Regions from separate parts of the Mus musculus genome. Here regions 2, 3 and 4 are each linked to region 1. A link is a contact called in public ChIA-PET and HiChIP or PLAC-seq data. All regions are on one chromosome and are shown on one strand. Each heading gives the region's core, a stretch centred on a gene start, on an enhancer-like site or on the middle of the called end of the contact. The rest is flanking DNA. Distances are from core to core; before and after follow the strand shown. Region 1 holds the start of Il7r (interleukin 7 receptor). Region 2 has its middle 140 kb from the start of Prlr. Region 3 has its middle 190 kb from the start of Prlr. Region 4 has its middle 120 kb from the start of Spef2.

The links. ChIA-PET counts read pairs in DNA pulled down with a chosen protein or histone mark. HiChIP or PLAC-seq counts read pairs in DNA pulled down with a chosen protein or histone mark.
Region 2: an RNA polymerase II ChIA-PET map of memory CD8 T cells shows a contact between it and region 1, with 32 read pairs. The contact joins the enhancer-like site here to the promoter of Il7r in region 1. A contact is called at or near these places in 3 of 39 promoter capture datasets (the C10 cell line, embryonic stem cells and hippocampal neurons), 5 of 115 datasets of contacts at active chromatin or transcription factors (bone marrow-derived macrophages, large pre-B cells, memory CD8 T cells and 1 more) and 1 of 9 other capture datasets (adipose tissue).
Region 3: an H3K27ac HiChIP or PLAC-seq map of regulatory T cells shows a contact between it and region 1, with 9 times the contacts expected there. The contact joins the enhancer-like site here to the promoter of Il7r in region 1. A contact is called at or near these places in 5 of 39 promoter capture datasets (the C10 cell line, embryonic stem cells, hippocampal neurons and 1 more) and 2 of 115 datasets of contacts at active chromatin or transcription factors (large pre-B cells and regulatory T cells).
Region 4: a BATF HiChIP or PLAC-seq map of CD8 T cells shows a contact between it and region 1, with 19 read pairs. The contact joins the enhancer-like site here to the promoter of Il7r in region 1. A contact is called at or near these places in 3 of 39 promoter capture datasets (neutrophils, pre-B cells and stem cell-derived epiblast-like cells), 6 of 115 datasets of contacts at active chromatin or transcription factors (CD8 T cells, the SCID.adh cell line, Th17 cells and 3 more) and 1 of 9 other capture datasets (macrophages).

The regions. Positions count from the first base shown.
Region 1 is chr15:9,528,493-9,531,517 of GRCm38.p6, forward strand. It overlaps Il7r (interleukin 7 receptor), which reads right to left and starts at 1,384. Exons shown (of 8, transcript NM_008372.4): 1 at 1,169-1,384. The coding sequence starts at 1,250.
Region 2 is chr15:10,034,547-10,037,571 of GRCm38.p6, forward strand. No RefSeq gene overlaps it. Among named protein-coding and RNA genes, the nearest start is that of Prlr, 140 kb to the right of the region's middle. Within about 2 kb of position 1,450, at least 16 of the 459 cell types and tissues checked have an H3K27ac peak or open chromatin away from gene starts, as enhancers often do. A contact at or near this core is called in memory CD8 T cells, where this site is marked.
Region 3 is chr15:9,983,793-9,986,817 of GRCm38.p6, forward strand. No RefSeq gene overlaps it. Among named protein-coding and RNA genes, the nearest start is that of Prlr, 190 kb to the right of the region's middle. Within about 2 kb of position 1,544, at least 1 of the 459 cell types and tissues checked has an H3K27ac peak or open chromatin away from gene starts, as enhancers often do. A contact at or near this core is called in regulatory T cells, where this site is marked.
Region 4 is chr15:9,868,999-9,872,023 of GRCm38.p6, forward strand. No RefSeq gene overlaps it. Among named protein-coding and RNA genes, the nearest start is that of Spef2, 120 kb to the left of the region's middle. Within about 2 kb of position 1,558, at least 24 of the 459 cell types and tissues checked have an H3K27ac peak or open chromatin away from gene starts, as enhancers often do. A contact at or near this core is called in CD8 T cells, Th17 cells and pro-B cells, where this site is marked.

The DNA.
Region 1 (3,025 bases), core at 134-2,633:
AAGTCACACAAATATCTAAGCTTAGGATGCACAACTAAAGGCATTTGACTGAAGAGCTAAACTACAGAGCTAGGCTGATGTGTATTGATACTGTGCATAAAGAAAATACAGATGTATTTGATACAAGCTTATGCAATGTAGCTTTAACTGGTCTGGAACAAAGATGATTTTTCTGTCTCAGCCTCTTAGGCTTCAGGACTACAGGGATGTACTACTGCACCCAGTTTAGGAATGCACATATAGGCCAGCCATGGTGGTGTCTGCCTTTAATCCTAGCACTCAGGAACCAGAGGCAGGATGCACACACACACACACACACACACACACACACACGCACATACACAAAGACACACACACACACATTCCCCTTTTAATGGTGTGTGTGTGTGTGTGTGTGTGTGTGTGTATGAAAACAGTTTAATTAATTTGTAGAAACAAATTGGAGATTCACATTCCATGTAGCTGCTGTGTCTGCCAGAGACGTTTGAGTACAGTCCTGTAATTAAAATGCCTATTTTTAAGAAGTCAAGGTCTAAGTATTTTATGGATTCTGAGGAGAATTATGATGACCATATAATGGATTCTCTGAATATAAAAGCAACCCTGTGTATTTCAAAGAAGACACCTTCCTTAGCATACTACTGAATTATTCATCAGCAATCTAACATGAATCTGCCAAAGCTAAAGTATGTTGAAGAAATACATTATAGAGTAACTTCTAAACTCTAGACACTAGAAATACAGTTTTGGTGAATACACAAACCTCTCGTTTCTGGCCATTAATTTATCATGGGTATCTAGGGTTTTAGAACTCCATAAACAGTCAAAACAACAATGGCTTGATTTTTCAGTCTAATACAGTTTTGGAAGCGATCATCCAAAAAGCTCCAACAAAGAACTGATATGAGGTTTCTTTTTTGAAATTACCAGCATACATCCACATTTATGAGCCAGAATTTGAATGAAACTCAATGCTTCTTGACAGTTCTTGAGAGTTACAAGCCATTTGCAGTATTGTCATCATTCCCTCTGTCCTGGTGATTAATACCCACAAAACAACCTAATTAGTGCTAAATTCTTGCTTGCCCTGTTAGAGAACTGTGTAACTTGATCATATATGCTACAGGTAATCTGAAATCCTTTAAAAAAGGAGTTAGAAATGACTCACCATCCTGGGCATTTCCACTTTCTCCAGAAACAGCTTGAATTAAGCAGAAAACTATAGCGAAAGCTCTACCCAGAGCCATCATTCTGAGAGAGAGAGAGAGAGAGAGAGAGAGAGAGAGAGAGAGAGAGAAAGAATAGAGAAGAAGCACGCTTGTATGTGCAAGTGAATGAGAGAGAGGGAGACCCAAACCAGCTCTGTGCCTGCTAAACCACAGACAGGGAACTATGAACATCACAGAAGAAGGCAAGTGCCAGAAACAGGAAGTCTGAGCAAAAGGATTGCTGCTGTAAGCAGAGGTAGAGAAAACGGAGAGGTAGAGTGTGACTTTTTTTTTTCCTGCATCTTGGTATTCCCTGAAGCTCCTGAACTTAACTGCTTACTTTTGAGCAAGGTGGTAGACTTCAAGTGATGCTTCAGATGATCTCAGGGTCCAATGTAACAGGATCACAAGGCCAAAATCCACACTTACGATGCTCCTCAGTTGGTTGGGGATGCTCTTGTTTTAGGAATAATGATGCTAGGATAGAGTTGTCCCACTTAGGGCTGAACCCTCAATGGTCACGCCCAGTTCTCTGCTCTCTGAGAGAGAAGTGAGAAAAGAGCTTCTCTAATGAGAGGCAAGGCTGCACTATTCTATGGGTATAAGGACAAATGTCTAGAAGACAGTTTGATACTCTGTCTTTTAAACAAACAATAGTCCTGTGTTTTCCCCTATGCTCTAAGACCTCCCTGGCACGGGTTCGTGGTCAGATTTATAGTACCAGCCATGAAACACTCCCCTCAAGAACTCAGGGAACACCATGGAGGAGAGAAGGAAAGATCAGAAGAGGCAGGAGCCAAAGAGAAATACAGTGAAATTATCTATTATAAAAATAATAGGATCTTTGTGTTCATAATTTCACAGAAGCTATGGTTGTGACACAAGACTGGCATGAGATCACACCAATCCACATTCCAATATGGACAGAGCAGGTGTTCAAGAGGCCACATCCCTAGCTGAGGCCCTCCTGGCAGGTTGACAAATACCAGGCGATTAAGAGTTAGTTTTCTTTAAAAGTGTGTCCCATGGTAGGTTGCTCAAGCTCTAGTGGGCAGTTATACACTCATGAGCACAAGAGCTGAACTAAGTAGGTTCTGTGGATCCTTTTCTTAAATCATTTTAAGAATTGATTAAGTTATTTATTTATCCTAAATTCTGACTGCAGCGCCCCCCCCCCCATCCTTTGCTCCCAATCCCTCTTTCTCCCTTCCCTCCAACCTTCTCTAACATTCTTCCATTTCTCCACAGAAAAGGGGAGGCCTCCCTTGGATATCAACCAGCCTTGACATATCAAGCTGCAGTAAGACTAGGCACATCTTCTTCTCTCGAGACTAGAAAAGGCAGCCCAGTTAGCAGAAAGGCTTCCAAAGGCAGGCAATGTAGTCAGAGACAGCCCTGGCTTCGGTTTTAGGAGTCCCACATGAAGACCCAGCTGCACAACTGTTACATATGTGCAGAGGGTCTAGGCTTGTCTTGTGCATGATTTCTGGTTGAAAGTTTAGTCTATATGAAAACCTATGTGCCCAGGTTAGTTGATTCCGTAGTATTTCTCAATGTGACCATGACCCCTCTGGGCATCTTCAATCCATCCTCACTCTCTTCCATAGGATTCCCCAAGTTCCACTTAACGTTTGGCTGTGGGTCACTGCATTTGTTTCCATCAATGCTAGGTGAAACCTCTCAGATGATAGCTATGCTAGGCTCCTGTCTGCATGTATAGGAGAATATTATTAAGAGTGTCGGAGTGGGCTCCCTCTCATGGCATAGGTGTCAAGCTGGGCCAGTCATTGGTTTGCCCTTCTCTCTAATTCTGTTTC
Region 2 (3,025 bases), core at 200-2,699, 510 kb after region 1:
CCTATAGGAAGACCAGAAGTCTTAATTAATCTGGACCCCCCAGATCTTTCAAACACTGAACAAACAGACAGCATACACCAGATGATATGAGCCCCCCCCCCCCACACACACACACATACAGTAAAGGACTTCCAGGTCTGTGTTCATTCAGAGATGATGCACCTAACCCTCAAGAGACTGGAGGGCCCAGGGAGTTTAGAAGTCAGATGGGGTGGAGGGTGGAGGCATCCATGTGGAGACAGGGTGTGATGGGGATGAGGTGTGGGATGTAAAGCAGTTGGAAGGTGGGAGGGGAGGGACAGGGAATGGAATATGGAGTGTAAAAAATGAATTAAAAATGAAATGAAATTAAAAAAAAAAAAAAGAAACTAATGAGCTCTGTCAGAGATTCAGGGAGTGCATCCCAAATATCTTAAAATCTTTAATATCTTTTTTGTACTTGAAAATACACCTAGATTAAGAAGAAAATCATTACATGTCCAACATTTAGGGACACATTAATGTTAGTTCACATTAACATAAGTAATATGACATAGTCACACAGAACTGTGGGATATGGGTACTTAGTAGGTTTTACCATATGGGGATGGAATCCAAATCTCAAATATGCTAGCTAGGCAAGTACTCTACCCCTGAGCCGCACCACCAGGCTTCATGATACTTTATGATATTAAGTTAATGCTTTATGCTTAATGTGTTTATTATTAATATATTTATGCTTTCAGAAAACAATTTTTCATAACATTCCAATCAGTGGGTAAATAAAATAAGGTAGATGAACCATTAGTGTTTGAATGTTCTTCCATAGCAATAAACTTATAACTATCTGAATTTAAGATTAAGATAATCCCCACTTATTTTTACTGAACATGAATCAAGGTAAAAGTTGTAGTGTAATAAACTTTATGGGCAACAGAAATTCTTTCAAAAGGCAATTTCTGTAATCAGACTCCAAAGCAAGTATGTGGTGCATGTGAGAAGAAATCCCTGATTGGCAGTACAGTGATGTAGCTGGATGTCTTTTGTTTCCTAAGGACCATCAAGGCATAATACTTAAGAACCAATGTAACTGTTTGTGTAATAATCACCTGCTATGTGTCAGATACTCTACTAAAACCAGAAAATAATAAGTACTATTCTTTTTTGCTCTTTACAACTGTGTTAAGAAAAACAAGGATGTGGTTTTAAAGTGTGAGGCAAGTTTGAGATTACCTAATGACATACTTGAGATCAACCAACTCTTAAGAAGTGAAAACAGGACTTAAAGCTCAATGTTTGACCTGCTAGTCCGTGCTGTTGCACACAGACCTGCCATAGCTCCTGGAAGATCAATTTGAGATGACTGTGCTCCCATGTCTGGCATTTGTTGGGATGAATGTTGTAAGTGCCAAAGCCTCATTTGTCATTTATGTCTGTAGCCACTTGGCATTGTAATTGTTGTTGTTTTCCCTTCTGGAAGTCATCTGATCAGTTGAGAGGTGAGGTATAGCAGGGATCCATTTTGGATAAAAAGGAACACTAGGTTTCAAGCAACTGTGAGCTCCTTTAGGAAAAAGCCGTTTACACATGTCCAAGCAGAGTAATATGTTATGTTGACCTTAGGCTAGGAAACCAACAAAGGGTTTCAGATGTGACAGGATTAAGTAATTTTTCTGTTAAATCTGATGTGTGTCATGCACGGTGTACTAGACCAGCATCAGATTTTCATATAACAAACAAGAATGACTCAACTCATGCCCAATTAGCTGTAAATGGAGAGAAAAGAAAGTCTTAGACAGAACCAAGGATATGATTTCTGTGGGGCACATAGAGTCTATATGTCAGCGTTTCCTTTGTGGACTGGCATCTTATTTACACTTGTTTTTATAAAACAATTAATCAGGGCACATTAGCTCTGTGATAATGGAGCATTCCCAGACTGCATTTGTGATGTGGCCATCTTCACAACTAATTAAAAATTCCTTTCAAATCCTGTTGGGGCCAGCCTGTTGCTCTCACGTCAAGGTTGGAGCCTGGAAGGCAGCCTGGAGCTGAAAGAAAAGAGGGAATCTAGGTGAGTTGAGAAATAACGGAACCAAGACAATCTAGTCTGTTCAAGGTTCAAATTTTTAATGGGGGACATGCTTTATAAAGGAGAGGGGAAAGCCCATTCCCGCCAAATCATCCTTGGAGCCCAGCTGCAGGTGACCACATGTAGGATCTGATGTAGACTCCAGAACAGCTAGGCCAACTCCCAGCAGGGAGCAGCAGTGACAGAACAATAGAGTGATCCAGGGAGGCAGGCTCCACCCTAGGTGATCTCCTTAGTGGTAAGCAAAGTCAAGGTCTGGCTCAGCCTGCTTCAGGCTTGTGGGAGGCTACAAAAGCCATCTAACATTTGACTCTAAACCATTGGTCTCTCTATTGAGGTCAATATTAAAACAGGTATCAACTTTAGGAGAACATTACCACTCATAAATAATCAAGCCTCCAGCTTCAGGAATATTTTTCAAACCCTTGTAGATGAATACAAGCTTTGGTGTTCCTCGGTGAAGAAAAACAACCTGGTGCCAAGTACAGAAGCTTCCAGAAAAAATGGAAGAAATTTTCATTATACCAATCTACTTGTGACAAAAAGTCATTTTAAAAGTCTTCTTTTATCCTTTAGAAATGAAGAGAGTTAATCAGGGTGGCCCATTCCCACAATAGTAGCTATTTTAAGTATTTGGGAGGCTGAGATAAATACAAGGGGATCCTAGGTTACCTAGTCAGTTCAAAACCACTAGATGAGATCTTATCTCAAAATATCAATTTTATAAGTAGACTATAGCTCAGCTGGTAGAGTGCTTGCCTGGCATATGGAAGGCTGTAGTTGTTTTCCAGTACTGTTCCAAAGAATAAATACAAAAAGTCAAGAAGAAGAGATCAACAAAGAATCCCAAATATAAGACATAGAGATTCAACTAATTCAGCACAGCTTAATGGTGTCAAATATGTCACAGGAGGCAACATGGATTGGATGTGTAAAAGTCCTGCTTATGAATGG
Region 3 (3,025 bases), core at 294-2,793, 460 kb after region 1:
GGACCGGTATACGGGAGGGTTTCGGTGAGAGAAAGAGAAGTGGGAAATGGTGCAAGTATATATATTCTAAGAAATAAAAATTAAAAATCTGATTTTCCTCTTTTTGATGCACAAAAAAGTTATACTTCCCAGTCTATATCATAAGGCTATTTGGTTTTGTTATTGTTGTTGTTGTCAATGGACTAGATCCTCGAGTAATTGCTCCTTCTAGGAGATGACGATGCTGTCTTTTCCCCAACCCAAACCCTGACCCAGAGAGTACATTGTGGAATCATGAGTCTTCTATTAGCATGGGTCCCTAAGCAATTGTGTGAAAAATAGAGTTCTTCATCCTTTCCCTGACTGCAAACTTCATTGCTAGGAACTAGAAAGTGGGAAGCAAATCCTTGCTCTGCAGCCATCAATCTCCCAAATTCTATTTGTTACTGCATTGTTCCTTGCTTACTCTGTGTATTCAAGTTTTGAAGACTTCTCGGATAATCTAATGGGTGTTTTGTATCTTCTTTACAGCCAGTTGCACAGTCAAACATTTTATATGAAAATTCTGTATAGTTAGTGACAGTATATATGCAGTAATTCCTACAGCCAAGAGGCTGAGGCATAAGGATCACAGGTTACAACCCAGCTTATGGTACAGGAGAAACTGACTACCTAGATATTTTCAATTCATACTCAGATATAAAAGGATACATATCTCACTCATGCAAAATAGTTGTATGTGCATGTACGGAATATTGCTTATGTTGTAATTATTCATTTTCTACATAACTTTGGAAATAAAAGTTAGTGACAAACTGAAAACTTGTTGAAGTTGCATGTGGCCCATGTGGCCCCTCAGCACATCAACTTTGATTAGAGCTATATTTCCAGAAGGCCAGGAGGACATAGCTGAGCACTTACTAAAAGGGCAGGCTTCTTTTTTTTTTTAATTAGGAATTTTCTTCATTTACATTTCCAACGCTATCCCAAAAGTCCCCCATACCCTTCCCCCCCCTCCCCAACCCACCCCCTCCCACTTCTTGGCCCTGGTGTTCCCCTGTACTGAGGCATATAAAGTTTACAAGATCAAAGGGCTTCTTATAGAAGTAACAGCATCACCTGCTCTACCTGAGGGTTGAAGTTATAAACTGAACACAGGAATCTTTCAGCTTGCTGGTTTACTTACTCAAAGAAAGTAATGCTTTTCTTTCTCAGAAGAAAACAACAAATACTCTCAAGAGTCACACAGAAATACCTCCTTGAGATCAAAAGGCTCTTCTCAGAAACTGTTGGTGAAGGAAATGAAAAGTACCAGAGCCCTTCAGGCGAATTAAACATCGAGGGAGAAAACTGCTTTCCAAGAGTGTTTTCAATTTGCCAACTAAATCTCAACTATTTATCTCGTACTTTTGTAGTGCTCACTAAAGAAATCAATTACATTTCCTTACAGTGTAGTTTACTAAGAATTCCCAGCTAACACAGGAATACAACATCTGTCTTCCATACCCAATGTCATATGTGCCCTTTTATAACCTACACTATAACATCCTCTCCAGCCTGGTGGCCATGTCTACCCTGACTTCCCAAGGACTCTCACTTGTTGAAATTACCTCCTGGGAAGAGGCATGCTCACCCATGGCTGACCAGGGCAAGACAGGACTCCTTGCATAATAACCTTCCTTCCACTCATTGAACTGTATATCTTGGTTTGAAGGGTAAATGCCCCTCACAGTCTCAGGCATTTGAATACTTAGTCCCTAGTTGGTGTCACTACTTGTGTAGGTACTCACTTATAAATGGCTTATAAGCCATGAAGTACAGGATAACCATGCTATGATCAATAGACCCAAAGAAGCCAAATAACAAGGAGGACCCAAGGGAGGATATTTGAATCTTTCTCAAAAGGGGAAAGAAAATAGATATCAGAGTTGATGGAAGGAAGGAACTGGGTGGAAGAAGGGATAGGGAGGGAAGCATGGCTGGGCAGGAGGAGATCATATGTAGGGAGAACAGGGGAGAGAGAACAGAAATTGGTGGGGAGACAATCTCTAGGACATGCCAAAGACATTGGATGGGGGGAGGCCCCAGGGGATCTATGGAGGATACTCTAGCTGAGACTTCTAGCAGCAAGGATCATGGATCTTGAAGTGGCCACTTCCTGTAGCCAGGCAGGACTCTTGGTAGAGAGATAAGGACAGCAACCTTCTCATAAAAGTTTTGAACCAAAATGAATTCTGCCTAAAAAGTGCAAGGACAAAGACAGAGCAAAGATTGAGGGAATGGCCAACCAATGACTGCCCCAAATTTAGATATATCCCCTGGGTAAGAACCAATCCTTGTCACAATAAATATATAAAAATAGAGGAAGAATCCAACACAAGGAAGGAAACTATGCCCTAGAAAAAGCAAGAAAGTAGTCTTTTAACAAACCTAGAAGATGATAGCCACATGAACAGAATCCAAACTCTATCAACAAAAGTAACAGGAAGCAACCTACATGATAAAAAGACCCAACAAAGAAAAAGAACTTCAGACCAATTTCCTTTATGAATATCATGCAAAAATACTTAATAAAATTCTCACAAACAGAATCTAAGAACATATCAAAACGATCATCCATCATGATCAAGTAGACCATCCAAGGTATGCAGGGATGCTTCAACATATGGAAATCCATCAACATAATCCAATATATAAACAAACAAAAGTAAAATCCCACATGATCAACTCATTAGATGCTGAGAAATCATTTAAAAATTCCAACACCCCTTCACAATAAAAGTCTTGGAAAGATCAGGAACTCAAGGCCCACTCTTAAACATAGTAAAAGCAATATACAGCAAACCAGTAGCCAACATCAAAGTAAATGGAGAGAAACTTGAAGCAATCCCACTAAAATCAGGGACAAGAGAAGGCTGCCCACTCTCTCCCTACCTATTCAATATAGTACTTGAACTCCTAGCCAGAACAATTAGACAACAAAAGGAGATCAAGTGGATAGAAATTGGAAAGGAAGAAGTCAAAATATCACTATTGGCAGATGATA
Region 4 (3,025 bases), core at 308-2,807, 340 kb after region 1:
GGGTGCTTTATAATAGTGTGTCAAATATTCTTACAAGAAAAATGGAAGAGGTGAACCCAAGGTCAGCTAATGTAAGGAAGCTAAAGTAAGGGGAGTTTCTTTGCCATTTTCATTATGAACCAGACTTCTGTTTCATCAGAAAGAATATTTTTAAAGTAAATAGTCAAGAGATGAATGAATATGGCTTATGACTCATAAATATGAAAAAGACTAAATGTTTAGGATGAAAGTTATTCACAGGCAAATAATAATATCCAATAATTTCAGTAATATCTTCCCAAAATATTTGATACTCTTTGGGTAAAGATCCTGCTTTTGAAATAGGTTTAGGTTGACTTTTCTCATTAGCTCTCAAGGCAGTGGCATGAAATACTTATATCTAAAGTAGCGGGTCTTGAAAGCAGGCTTTGGAGGAATTTTTTTTTCTGGGTCATTTTCTAGACTACTGTGAGAAAGAAAGATGCATGTCCTAGGTTCATGAATCAAAAATTAGAAACATTAAAATGTATTGAAATAATTAGTATATTATTGACTTGCTCTGTGAGGGCCAAATAATATATATATTACTCAATGCACATGAAATATTATTTTCTATATTCTAGGAACATTATTTTGTATAACATGTATTTGATATATTCTCTATATTTATCTTTTAGACTTATAACATATAATATGAATTTCCTTTATGTATGCATTCACATACATAGACATCATTAAACATTCATTTTGCAGTTTTCTTCCTCTGTAGCCTTTAGATTTGAACACTAATATCAAGAACAAAGGCAAAACAGAGTAGGAAACACAATTTTCCTTCTTTCTTTTTATCTTCTAGCATTTTGCCTAAGGAGGAACTGAGTATCTGTCATGGAAAACTATTTCTTTTATGGAAATAAAATAGCAACAAAACTCAAAATGTGCCCGTCATGTCTGAAAACAAAGTCATCACTAACAAAATTAAGCAATGGAATTTTCTGCCTGTTTTATGGGCTGGTCTGAAGTTGAGTTTAGGGGGACAGAAAATGAAAGGCAAAAACAGACAGCAGCTTTTCACCATGTAAGAGGGTGCGAAAATGTTTTCGCACCTGAAAATGAATCTTCCCCCTGCTGTAGTTCTTGGAGAGAAAAACGAATAGAAATGTACTGGGCTGAAACCTCTGTTCAGTCCTGGCCTGTTTGCCTCTACAGCCAGCTGAATGCCTGACTGTCTTACTCACTCAGGGGTGGGTTCTGTCCTTATTGCACGCCAATTCCAGGAACTTCCTGTAGCCACCAAAAGGGGAGTAAATTATGTGCAGCAGGTGGTGATTGACTTCACAATGACACTGAGGTCTACTATTAAGTCCTATTTCCTCTTTATCACCACACTCTGCTCATCCAGCCCACAGTGGCTCTCATCACACTCTGCAAACCTTGTCTGTGCTGAGAGGCAGCCTCTTGAGCCCAGAAGTAAGAATTCTGTGCTTGTGGCTCGCTGACAAATCTCTGGTTCCTGGAATTGTTTGGCAGGTGGATTTGCAGAAGCACGAAATTGTCATAACCTGACAAGGAGATGAGTAAAAGAGTGAGGTACCTGGAGTCTGCCCCCCACTTCCTTTCCACCCACAGCATCATAGGCCTTCCCTCTTTGGGTAGAAGCTGCAATCATCGAGGCTCGTGGATTTCCAAAATACAGAAGGAGGCTCAAATAAGTATTTCTGTGCATGTTGAGGTTGCCCTGCTTAAAAATTAAAGGCAATTTATAAGAAAATTCATGCAATTCCCACCCAAGTGCCTGTCTAGCCTTAGTTCCTGTGAGTACCTTTGTGCTACTGTTTTCTTAGCTCCTGCATTCTTCCCCATCTTCTGACTTTGTTAGGAGCCACAGGTTATACAGGAAAACACTCCAAGGATTGCTACTCACATTGTTTCTCATCCAAACTCACCTTCTTGACTCTGAAGTAGAGTGAGTCAGGGAGAAGTGGGAAGCTCTACAGAAGTCATTTTGTGCTACAAAGACCCCATGTTTGCTTTGACAATGATTTGAGATACAATGAACACATTGCACAGTCTAGCACCAGAAGTGCTTTGGGGCTGTAGCTTTTTGGAGTATTATACAGAAATAATTAAATAAATGAGTGAATAAATAAGTAAATAATACATACATACATACATACACACACACACACACATACATACATACATACATACATACATACATACACACATACATACATACATACATAAAAGCTATCCACAGGATGGATGAGTAGCTGAAGGACACTAAGACTACTGAAGTAAAAATGAAACCTATTACCTTCTCAGAGGCCTGATCAATGTAGACAATTTAGTTCTATTTTCTCCTCTGTAGTTAAATCAACCTAAAAATACAGAAAGTAATTAAAATTCACAACTTTGTAAGCAGCTTTCAAATTACTAATGTTTATGCAAAGATATGGGACATGGAATTTCCGATGGGTATACATGGATATACGTGCAAACATGAATGAATGGATGGATTTTGGACAAAGCATCGTATTTTGCTAATTGTACACACTGTAGTTCAGCTTCCCCTTGGGCTTAGCTTATGATAGACACTGTGATTAAAGGGTTAAAATTCCGCCTTCAAACTGCTTTTATCTGCTGGAAGATATAGATGCACTTTTTAAAGGTAGAAAATCAGTGTTGTAAATGTGGTGGGGACTATGAATCTTGAAGCAACATTTATGGGAGAGCTTTATCTTTCACAGCAAGAAGCAGATAAGTCAGAGAGTACAGGGAAGGACTGTGAATAATGATAAGATGTTCCTCTCTCTGGTTACAGTGTGAGTGATGATCCATAGATCCTGCCAGTACACAAGCAGCACTACAGGGTGTAGCGGCTCCTAGGAAAGCAAAGAGAAGGTGGGGAAATACGTGAAGATTTGAAGCTCTGATCTGTAAGTTCTCCTGCTGTGGTACAGAGGTGCTCACAGGAGATAAGGCTGGAGAAGTAGGAACAACATGCTTCTTCTTATAAATCTACGTGTTAGAGCATCTAGAGGAGATG